Linked DNA regions of Drosophila melanogaster: region 2 is linked to region 1. Evidence: chromatin contacts called from public Hi-C data. All regions are on one chromosome and are shown on one strand. The core of a region is the stretch at or near the end of the contact, and the rest is flanking DNA. Distances in the headings are between cores, read along the strand shown. Region 1 holds the start of CG32772. Region 2 holds the start of CG15771.

Region 1 (4,971 bases), core at 925-3,424:
CATGCCTCTCGTAACACTACACGTAGTGCAACCCACTCACTATGCCCTTTGCAACACTCTCCCTGCCTTGGTATCCCAATCCCTGAAATGGACTTACGTCTTCGGAGTCGTCCTGCGACTGTAGGTTCTCGGAAGAACTGGATGATTGCATTTGCTGCTGTTGTTGTTGTTGCTGTTGCGAGTTCTGATGCTGCTGCTGCTGCGGATTCTGATGCTGCTGCTGCTGCGCGATGGCGTCGCTGTCGCTGGAGGAGGCCGTCGACGAGGAGGTGGCCGCCGCTGCTGCAGAGGCGGCAACTGCGGCCGAGGCAGAGGCAGCGACGGCTGCAGCGGCCGCCGCCGACTGATGGAAGTTGGAATTATTTGTCAACTGCTCCGAGCAGCGGACGCACGTGGGTATGCTATAGCCGGGCACCTGGAACAACTGTAGGGCGGGGGAATAGAATAGAACAGAACAGGACACGTGAATTAGAGAGTGCTTCCAATTGGAAAAAAAAAACCAATAATGCTCTTTATTTATTGTGGCAACTCAATCTTATTCCACACATACCCTCCCCCTTCCATGCCAACTAGCCCTTTCTCTTTTCCACCAACTAGAAATAAGAGCCAAGAAGATAAACACACGCACACACACAGGCACGCACACATGGAGAGCGAAAAAGAAAGAAAAGAAACTACAATAACAACAGCACCAGCAGCTCGTTGCTTTGTTGTTGTTGTTTTCATTTCATGTTATTTTTTTTCTTCGGTACAACGTTTTGTTATTCTTTCGCTTTTTGTTTTGCTTTGCCGCCGCTCTGCCAGCGGCGGCGGCAGAGGCGTCGCCTACAAAAAAGGGGTTATTTGGTAATTGTTTAAATAATGAACTAAAAACCAAGCAAAGTTAGATCTGTTTTGTTAGTTTTATAACCGCTTAACTTTAAATTTTTGGGCTTAGATGCCCAATATAGTAAACCCTCTGTCACTAAATTAACGCGCAGCCACTGCGTATTTGGCTGCCTTGGCGCAATTTCTGTCATTTTGTTTTAATATGTATTTCTTTTTGTGCGGTTCATGGGCGGCGGGAGGGGGCTGAAAGAGGGGGGCCTGTTCGGGGGAATAGGTTGAAAAGGAGTCAAAGTGAAAAGCGAGTGGCGAGCGTAAGCAAAATGTAAAAATAATATTTTTTCAAGTTGTCGGCTTGAACAACTTTTCGGGCTGAGTTGGCTAAAAATAAAAATTGTTCAGCAATAGTTTGGGGTCGCATGTGTATGTGTATTTCTTATTTCTGTGTGTGTGCGTTTGTATGTGTGTGGGGAAAGGGGGGCAATGCGCGCGCTTTTGAACCCCGCCCCCTGCGCCAACAACCCGCCCGCACAATAACAGTAGCGCGAATTCAATTGTTTAAACTCCACCAAAAGAAAAAAAATCAATAGAAATAACAAAGTGTATATACCTAAATCACATGTGTGTATATCTTTTTTTTTTTGTTAACATACCGTTGCCGTTTGGAAGCACAATCTACAGATGGTGTCCATTATAACAGTAAATAAGGAATAGGATGGGGAGCAGGAGAAGGAGGATGCACTTTGTTGCTGACTTTTGCCCCCTCTGCGGTCGTTGTTGTTGTTGTTGTCGTCCTTCTCCCTCGCAATTTACCGCTATCTTTACCGGTTAACATTCAGCGCCGTTTTTCTTTTTCGTTTATTATTATTTAGTTCGTTTTTTTTCTATCTTTTTCCTTTTCCTTCCTACTATAAGTTTGTGAACACGATCCAAACGATGTGTGGTTGTATTTGAAACTAACTTTTTGGAGTTTGGTTTGCGTTTGGATTTCGGTGATCGCTATATGGCATATTATGATGGCAAAAACAAAAAAAAAACTATATAAATGATATAGAAATTTGATTTATACGATATTTTCGTGGTACACACACACACGCGCGTTGTTTATGTTTGCCTTGCACTTGCACATACAAGCAAAAATGCGGCGCTGTTGTTGTTGCTGCTTCGAAGTTCTGCTTCTTTTTTTTGCTTAATTCCTTTGCCCTTTTTTTGGCGTAGTTACACGTGAAAAAAAAAACAAACCAGCGCGTTCGAATGCGTTTTTTTTTTGTATTTTACAATTCACGACGAAGTTTTTGTCCGTCGTCTTTTTTCCCTTTTTTTTGGGGCCCGATGTTATTGTTGCGCTGTATGCGTGAGCCGTGTGTGTGTATGTGTGGGGAAAAAACGAATACGATAAGAATACGCGGTATAGTTGTGCTGCTCTAACCCACAGGTTGGCTTGGCCGGTGCTCCTTGGCCTGGCCTATCGATATTTCTATCGATTTCCGTAATCGAAAACGAGGCGGGTAATGGAATCGTTGTTGAAAACAAGTTTTTTAATTTATTATTTATTTAATATTTAATTGCAAGTCCGAAAGATTTATTTTATCATAGGTTATTTTATTTAAATAATTGATGGTGTTTTTTAGGCAGCCATAGAATCATGAACTTTATTTTACAACAGAATAAATATAAAATCATTTTACAGAACAAAGTGAAACAAACATAATACAAAACTTTCACAATAATTAAACAAACTATGCTAAACGATGGGTACAAATAATAAACACTTTAAATTGGATACTTTTCACAATATTAAATCTACTGTGTAATCTAATAATAAAATGAAATGGACCTTTTTTTAAATACAGTAGACAAATGTCCAGAAAAACAGATTAAAGACGAGAAAGGAGAGCGGAAAAACGAATCTGGCTCGACTATCAATCCACATGGCTATTTCCTGGGGCGTTAGCGTGGTCCAGCCACTCAGATCGATCTCCTCCTGGTGCCCCGCGCTCTCCGTTCGGTTATTGTTGGTCAAAGTTTGGCTGCTGCTGGCAGCACTGATCGCTCCAGTGGACTGGGCAGAGCCCATGGATCCAAAGGCACTCTCCACAAAGTTAACATCCATCTTCTGGACGACGCGGCTGGTCCTCTGCTGATCCAGAACTTGGCCCTCCTTAATCGTGGTGATGGGCAAATTGACGGTTAGGTAATTGTTGAAACCGGCACCGCCCAGCGAGCCGGTATCCGCTGTCTTATGCAGAGCCGTGCCCGAAAAGGATCTGGATCTGGCGTGACTGCGTCGTCTGAGCAGATTCGGCGATAGAGTTGACTTCAGGATGTGTTTGCTGTTCAGTTTCTTGACGGGCACACTCTTCTTACGACGCCAAATCGTGTTAACAAAGGCGAACTCCACCATGCTGCCAAATATGAAGATGGTGCAGCCCAGGAACCACACCTCTGACACCTTGATGTAGCTAACCTTTGGCAGAGTCTTTCCCTGTGCCGAGGCCAGGGTAATGAATGTCAGCAGGGTGCTGGTGCCCAGCGTGATGCGCGGCGGCGCCTGATCTGCTTGCAGCCAGAACGATACCCAGGATATGGCCACAATCAGCATGGAGGGTAGAAAGTAGTCCATCAGGTAAAAGCCAACCACTCGCGTCAGGTGAACGGTGAAGCTGAGGGAGCTGTAGTTGCCGGCAAAGGCTCCATGACGCAGGTCACTCAAATCGGCATTGATTACCGTCTCGTTTGACCAGGAACGCTGCAGCACAAACTCGGTGAGATGCAGTGCCCCATCGTAGGTTATCGGACGCTTCTGCTCCCAGTGGAGGACCAGTTCCGACGTATTGTACATCCAACTCTCCAGCACCGTCGAGCAGTGCTGCTCATCGAATGGGAACTTCTTAAGGTTGAGCCAGCAATAGAGTGTCGCCTTGATGCGATTCGAAACGATCACTGTGCCATCGGGCGATATCGAGGTGAGGATGTCCTTCTCCGTGAGACCTACCAATTAGTTGCAATCAAGCACGAGTCTACTCCAGACTCTACCGTACTCACCCAAAATACTGGAGTCGCGCTCATTGGCTAGAAATATGTGGGGCATCCAGAGCGAGTTTCTCAGGTGCTCCTCGCCCAAAATCGGCTGCCTGCGCTTGGGACTTACGTTGCGAAAGTTGAGACGCGGATCGAGGTATCGCATTTGGAGGAGCGCATAGATCTTGAACTGTAGATCGTGTGCTTCCAGGTTCTGCATGAAGTAGATGTAGGCGCGCATATAGACGTCCACCGGTAGCCGCTGGCCAGTTTCCGAATAAGTTATGGGTCGTTCCAAACGATCGTAGCGGCAGCCATGGGTTAAGCGATCCAGCAGCTGTGTTTGCGACAAACTGTCCCCATCGTCCAAGGTGGGGCAATCCTCGTCGAGCGCGGAGGCGCTGGCGTAGAGGCAGTTGAGCAGAATCGATATGATGAGCGACCACTCCATTATATTAAACTAAGCTATAAACTTAAAAATAAAGCCACGCCAATAAAATCCTAACGGTTATTTCAATATGGCGGAACAGTGCTGTCACTGTTAGTACTGCTAACTTAGCAGACATGTTACACTACACTTCAAATATAGACGTACACTTTAGTCATTAAAAAAATGCATGCAATTTAAACCTACCAATAAAATATCAAATTAAATAATACATTGATAGATAATTTCTTAAGTATATTGATTATTGCACTTTTTCAAAATCATTGCAGTGTATCGTGCGCCCAACAGCACAATGTTAAGTTGGACAGCACCAAACGCTATGTTACGCCGAACAGCTGCTGGCGAACATTATGTTAGTGGGCGCGCCAAATTCGAAATTCGTTTCCAGTCAAACACGAAACTCCTTAACGTCTTTACTCATTTAAGTTTTTATTGATTTTATTTTACTGCTGCACTTGTCATAAATATACAATCGGGTATATTTCAACATTTACAAAGTTACGCAAGTTTGGTTTGTTCTTTTTTTCGTAGTTTTCTCTTGTAGTTTAAACATTTATTTAAATTTATGAATTCGAATTCATTGATAATATGTATGCATAGTTTAATTCTCCACTCATCCATTTTATGCTTATTACAATTACAAAAAAAAAAAACAATTACCTAGATGTAGTTTCATA
Region 2 (4,971 bases), core at 738-3,237, 850 kb before region 1:
TTAAGCGTCAGATTGACCAATCCAATCATTCGATCGAATCCGAAGCCAATTGATTAATTCCAAAATTGTTATAGCATCGCCGTACTATCAGGGGATTGAACATCAAACTGCAATTGCCGCCGGTACACTTGCAGCATGAGTAATATATGAGAATATACTATATTTTATGATCGCAATGATAGCTTGGAAATTTCCACTCGCTATCTATTTTCCGGCCCAACCATCCGCATCTATTGAATCGTACTCAAATCAGGAAGCTAAGCTCACAAAAGTCATTTTGAATGCTAGGAATTTAAGTTGAAATCATTGCGATTAGTCACAAAAACTGTCATGAGTTCCGAAATATAAATGGGCGTGGCTTCGCTCGCTAAGAATTGAAAGCAACTGAATAAAGAAACCGTCTTATTTGGGGTCTTCAAACATTGAGCGTATTGAAACATGAACGTGATAATGAAGTTAACTATCTAAATTGGCGCAGCTTAAAAGATAACGATATAATCTGGAATGCAAGAGTGAGTAAATGTACGTGACATTGAACACATTTTCAAGAATACCTATTTATACCTTTCTCTCTTGAAGGGAAAATTCTAAAAACTTTAACCTTTTAAGATCGCAAATAGACTCATTTATTGTAATAAATAAAGTCAATGGCCTCTGAACGTTCAAACAAGTACATATTGCGAAGTGCTACCTATTATCATCAATTAACCTTTAGCTTCTTTGTGTGCCATTCACTTTATAAGAAGGTTATATTTCAAAAGAAACCATTGACGCGGGTTTCCAAAGTTTGTTGGTATGACGTTTCGTTCAACTTTTGTTAAGTGCAAGTTCCTCGATTTCCGACCTTTTTGCAATCGTTTGCAATCGATAATGCGCACCACGATAAGATCCTGTAAAGTGCCTTTTAACATTTCGAAAACCGAAGATTCCGAATTTCCAACGTAATGCCGATTATTTAGTGGGTTTTAGCCTTCTAAAGTGCATGTACCCGTGGTTATATTTAAGTTAAGACCTTGTCGAGTGCACTCTGAGTTTTTCTTTTTTGTTTTTTTTTTTTTTGTGGCTGGGGGATGTGAAGGGAAGGGAAAGGAAATCAATCGGAACGCAAATAAACAATCGAAATTTCGGGCGCGTGCTATCTGCCGAGCGTCCGGGTTTTTTCGACTACGTAACAACGGGCGGGCTGCAGTGGAAAATTTTCTAGCTGGGTCGCCCGCCTGCTGCGCACTTTCACCTCCCCCGCCCCGCCCCCCCACAAACACTACATGGAAAAGAAACGGAAGAAACGCCAACGGATTGGTGATTGGCAGAGGGGGCAGTGAGGCTGTCTGCCTTGGCTTGGTTAACAAAGCTCACCTTTCTGATCGCCTTGGAATCGCCGGCTCTGGTGGGAATCAACGTGTTGTCCAGGTCAAAGTAAAAGGCCCTGATTTTCGCACATGTCGCATCGAAATGTGAATGTGTGGCTGTCAATTGCTTGCCGCAATGGAATTTGCTAGCTGCCATGAGAGTCGTCGAGCGGAGGGGGGGATGGAGGGTCAGCGAGGGGTCACTGTCAGGAGTGGAGGGGTGGTAGCCGGTTGCTTGGTTAGATGGATGGATGCAAACGTAGAGATCCAAGAACAACTTTGGTGCAATTCAATCCGCCAGCGGATTTGCGCTTTGAAATTGGCGCCAAACGAAACGAAACGAAATGTACGAGCTGCACGACTGCAGCAGCACTGCAGTATTTTTCTATTTTCCTCGAGCGGACTGGCAAAAGTTTCCGCTTCTCGCGCGGCGAAGTTAAAACGGCAACTGAATGACAGCGACAAAAAAAATAATGAAACGGAACGGGAGCGGTCGCAGTAATGTCGAGAGACGGGGTAGCGGGGCGGCGGAACAGGTGAGCGCGTGTGTATGAGTGCTTGTTGACTGAGTGAGAGCGGAGCAGCGAATGAAAAACCGAAAGAAAGTGCGAGGGCGCATGGGAAAACAGTGGTGGCCAAAAGTCTGCGTATGCGAACAGTGCTACCAGGCGGCGGCGCCAATTGATAAAAACTTGATAAGATATTGTTATTCCTTAAGATTTTATATTATTATTAAGATGTTCTTGAATAAGTTTATTTCAATAACTGGTTAGACATCCGTGTTGTGTTGTTCTGGACAACTACTGCGCAGCACATGTGCTTTTTACGGGCACATATTTTTTGGCGCCACTGTGCGAAGTGTGCCAAGTGCCGTTTGCGCGCCAGAGCGAACGAGAGCAGGCGACCTAGCGCAGAGTTGTCTCTATGCGCCGTTAAACGACCGTGAGTGGAAAAGAGAGCACGATAGAGGTCGCGGAGAGGTTCGCGTTTCTCTGCTACGACGCCTGCTCTCCACTCTGAATTTAGTATAAGTCGAGGCACGCTCATTTCCTAATTGTTGTGCCATTTATTTTTAACTTCTATTAATAAAACCAGGAAAAGCAATAACAACAGTTCTTTGTTTACCAAAAATATCAGTTGTTTTATACTTCCTGGTGCTTTCTAGCACTGGCTTGGCGGTAAATCGATAGTATTCGATAGTGATTGTTGAAAGTGGCAACGCTATAGTTTTTGTTTAACGAGGTGGCAAGTGATTAGCCCACGGATTTTTTGGCATCTTTCCGTGTTTATTTTCAATAGTTTTTGGAGTTTTTCAACATTATCCGCGATGAGCAACGCAGAGACAACTACGGATTTGCTTTCTACAGGTGAGTAAATATTTAAATCACATGAAAGGCGCCATAAAACGAGGTTTTCTTGCAGAAACCATTCTAAAAGCGGCGGACGAGGAAGTGGAGAAGGCTTCAGCGTCCAGCAGTAGTACGTTATTGGCCGAAAAGGATGTCCCGGAGGTCAAGGAGCGGCCCATAACGCCGGAAGACGAGCTCATCTCCATGGAAACTCTGCGACCCTCACCTGTCCAATGGCCAGAGCGTTGTAAGTGTAGAAAACGTGAGCACGAAGAAATTGGCGCCATTTTTAACGCATATCTTTATTTTCGATTGCTCCAGTTCCCGGAATGGACGAGTTCCTCTCCATGAGCGACACGCCGATGTACACGCGCAGCACCAACTACACCAGCAATCTGACCGATGATGATATGGTTAAGATTAATGGTAAGTAGCTGCAAAGTCAATGAGATTTAAGAATAGTATATTAAAGAATAGCATATCCATTACCTACTTTTCTATTCCAGAACTAGCCCAGCTCCCTCCCGAGGATCTGATCGATAAAATAAAGTCAATGCATGATGAAATTTACCAGCTGGGACTGCGTGAGGCAATGGAGATGACTCGTGGGAAACTGCTGGGCATCTTTGACCGGGATCGCGCTCCTAAGCGGCAGCCATGAGGCTGGATGATCCGATCCCTAAGAATGGGACTGTCGAGGATCTCGTTGAATTCGCATTAGGAACATAGGTGTAGTTTCATAGTGTACATAGTGCTATTTTTATAGTGAGTAATGCGTGTTGTGAATGATTTATCGCTATTTTACAAAGATAAATAGGCAGGCGTTTGAACAGTAACTAACGTTTATTTCCATTAAAGCATTTTGGGTCCTACACGTCGCTTGTATTACAGATACATTTGAGGAGTCGGAGGAGAGATGAAGTTGACGGATTGGAGGGAAAGGAATGCAGAAGGATCTGGAGTTTTTGGAGAAGGCACAGTAGATTTCGCTATGCAGGGACATTAACGCAACAAATAACTCTGTCTATGTGGGATTGGATGGATCGGTTGCGCTCTAGTGCGTCCTATTAATACTTAACTAAATGCTTTCGTTCGGATTTATGCAGTAGCCTTCCCCACGATCCATCCCAATTTGGGAAAGTGTGTTGGTGCTGATGGTGTGCTTACATGCTGTTTCCCGTGAATATATATCCAGTAACGTGCATCAATTCCCATTACTCCTGCCACTGCATTCCGAATCGCTGCTCAAAGGTGATCCGGTTAAAGACGCCCGCATCGGCCAGCTGCAAGGGATCGGTGTAGTACGCAAAACGCCGTATATCCAGCATGGCCAGGTCGAACATTTGCTTCCAGCTGGTCAAATCTGTAACGCTCATGTGGATCGGCAGCTGGGGATCCGGTATATCGATGGCCGCCTGCAGACGGTCAAACGCCTCGGCAATTGGTCCCACCGATAGATTAACCCAGTACTCCGCTGGAAAGCGCTTGTTCTCACAAAACGGCGCTCCCTTGCGCATGATGAAGACCAGCATGAGTATCTCATAGCGCTCGGAGCTCTCATAGAAGCGCTTGGTTCGGGTCTTCTCCACGAAATCGATGAGAAGGATCAGGGGAGTGTAGTTCTGGAGGTGCATCAACAGCTCCCGGTCGGTCCAAAGGTAACGGCCGCCTTTGACGGTCAGCAGGCTCATGTTGCTGGCGAGTTGTTGATGCTGCTGCTGCTGCTGTTGCTGCTGCAGCTGGTGGTGTTGCTGCTGCTGAAGGTGTTGCTGTTGCTGCTGCTGATGTTGGTGTTGCTGCTGCTGTTGCTGCTGGTGTTGCTGGTGCTGCTGCTGCTGGTGTTGCTGCTGCTGGTGCTGCTGGTGTTGCTGCTGCTGATGCTGCTGGTGAATGCCGCCGGCGGATGGGGCTGGAGTTCCGGTGTTGGATGCCACCTGGCTGGGCATGGCGACCACAATGCCCGTCTGTCTCTGGCAGCCAATCTCCTCCACCATGTGCGCTGCAATGACGACAAAATGCATTTAAGGCAAGTGCCTAAACCAGGCCAAGGTCGCTGCGTTGGCCAAACACCCAGCCACCCCCTGCCCGCCCTCATTATTACTTGTTGCAAATAGCGAGCAGCGAAGAGCGAACGTGCAGCAAGTCAAAGGCTATGGCAATTGCAATTGCAATCAACTTACTGCGTGCCCCAATCAAAGCGGCAGAAATTATGTGTGTATTTATGAGGCGGATGGATCAGCGGGTCTGGATTTGGATCGGGGTACGAATGTGGC

Evidence for each region. A called contact is a pair of places that touch in the nucleus more often than the background predicts.
Region 2: a Hi-C map of the Kc167 cell line shows a contact between it and region 1, with 3 times the contacts expected there. The contact joins the promoter of CG15771 here to the promoter of CG32772 in region 1. A contact is called at or near these places in 16 of 107 Hi-C or Micro-C datasets (the D17-c3 cell line, the Kc167 cell line, embryo and 6 more) and 1 of 6 datasets of contacts at active chromatin or transcription factors (the Kc167 cell line).

What each region holds. Positions count from the first base shown.
Region 1 is chrX:4,906,305-4,911,275 of dm6, reverse strand. It overlaps CG32772, which reads right to left and starts at 2,174. Exons shown (of 7, transcript NM_001297941.1): 1 at 1,957-2,174; 2 at 1,479-1,824; 3 at 98-424. The coding sequence starts at 1,517. It overlaps CG6927, which reads right to left and starts at 4,376. Exons shown (of 2, transcript NM_131966.2): 1 at 3,871-4,376; 2 at 2,455-3,816. The coding sequence starts at 4,297. The coding sequence ends at 2,669. It overlaps CG42594, which reads right to left. Exons shown (of 8, transcript NM_001297940.1): 8 at 4,701-4,971.
Region 2 is chrX:5,752,590-5,757,560 of dm6, reverse strand. It overlaps CG15771, which reads right to left and starts at 1,987. Exons shown (of 3, transcript NM_001297980.1): 1 at 1,357-1,987. The coding sequence starts at 1,506. It overlaps lin-52 (lin-52,), which reads left to right and starts at 2,603. Exons shown (of 4, transcript NM_001297979.1): 1 at 2,603-2,716; 2 at 2,772-2,945; 3 at 3,020-3,124; 4 at 3,205-4,171. The coding sequence starts at 2,677. The coding sequence ends at 3,359. CG15772 reads right to left here. Exons shown (of 2, transcript NM_001297978.1): 1 at 4,800-4,971; 2 at 3,520-4,697. The coding sequence starts at 4,692. The coding sequence ends at 3,913. It also overlaps asRNA:CR45528.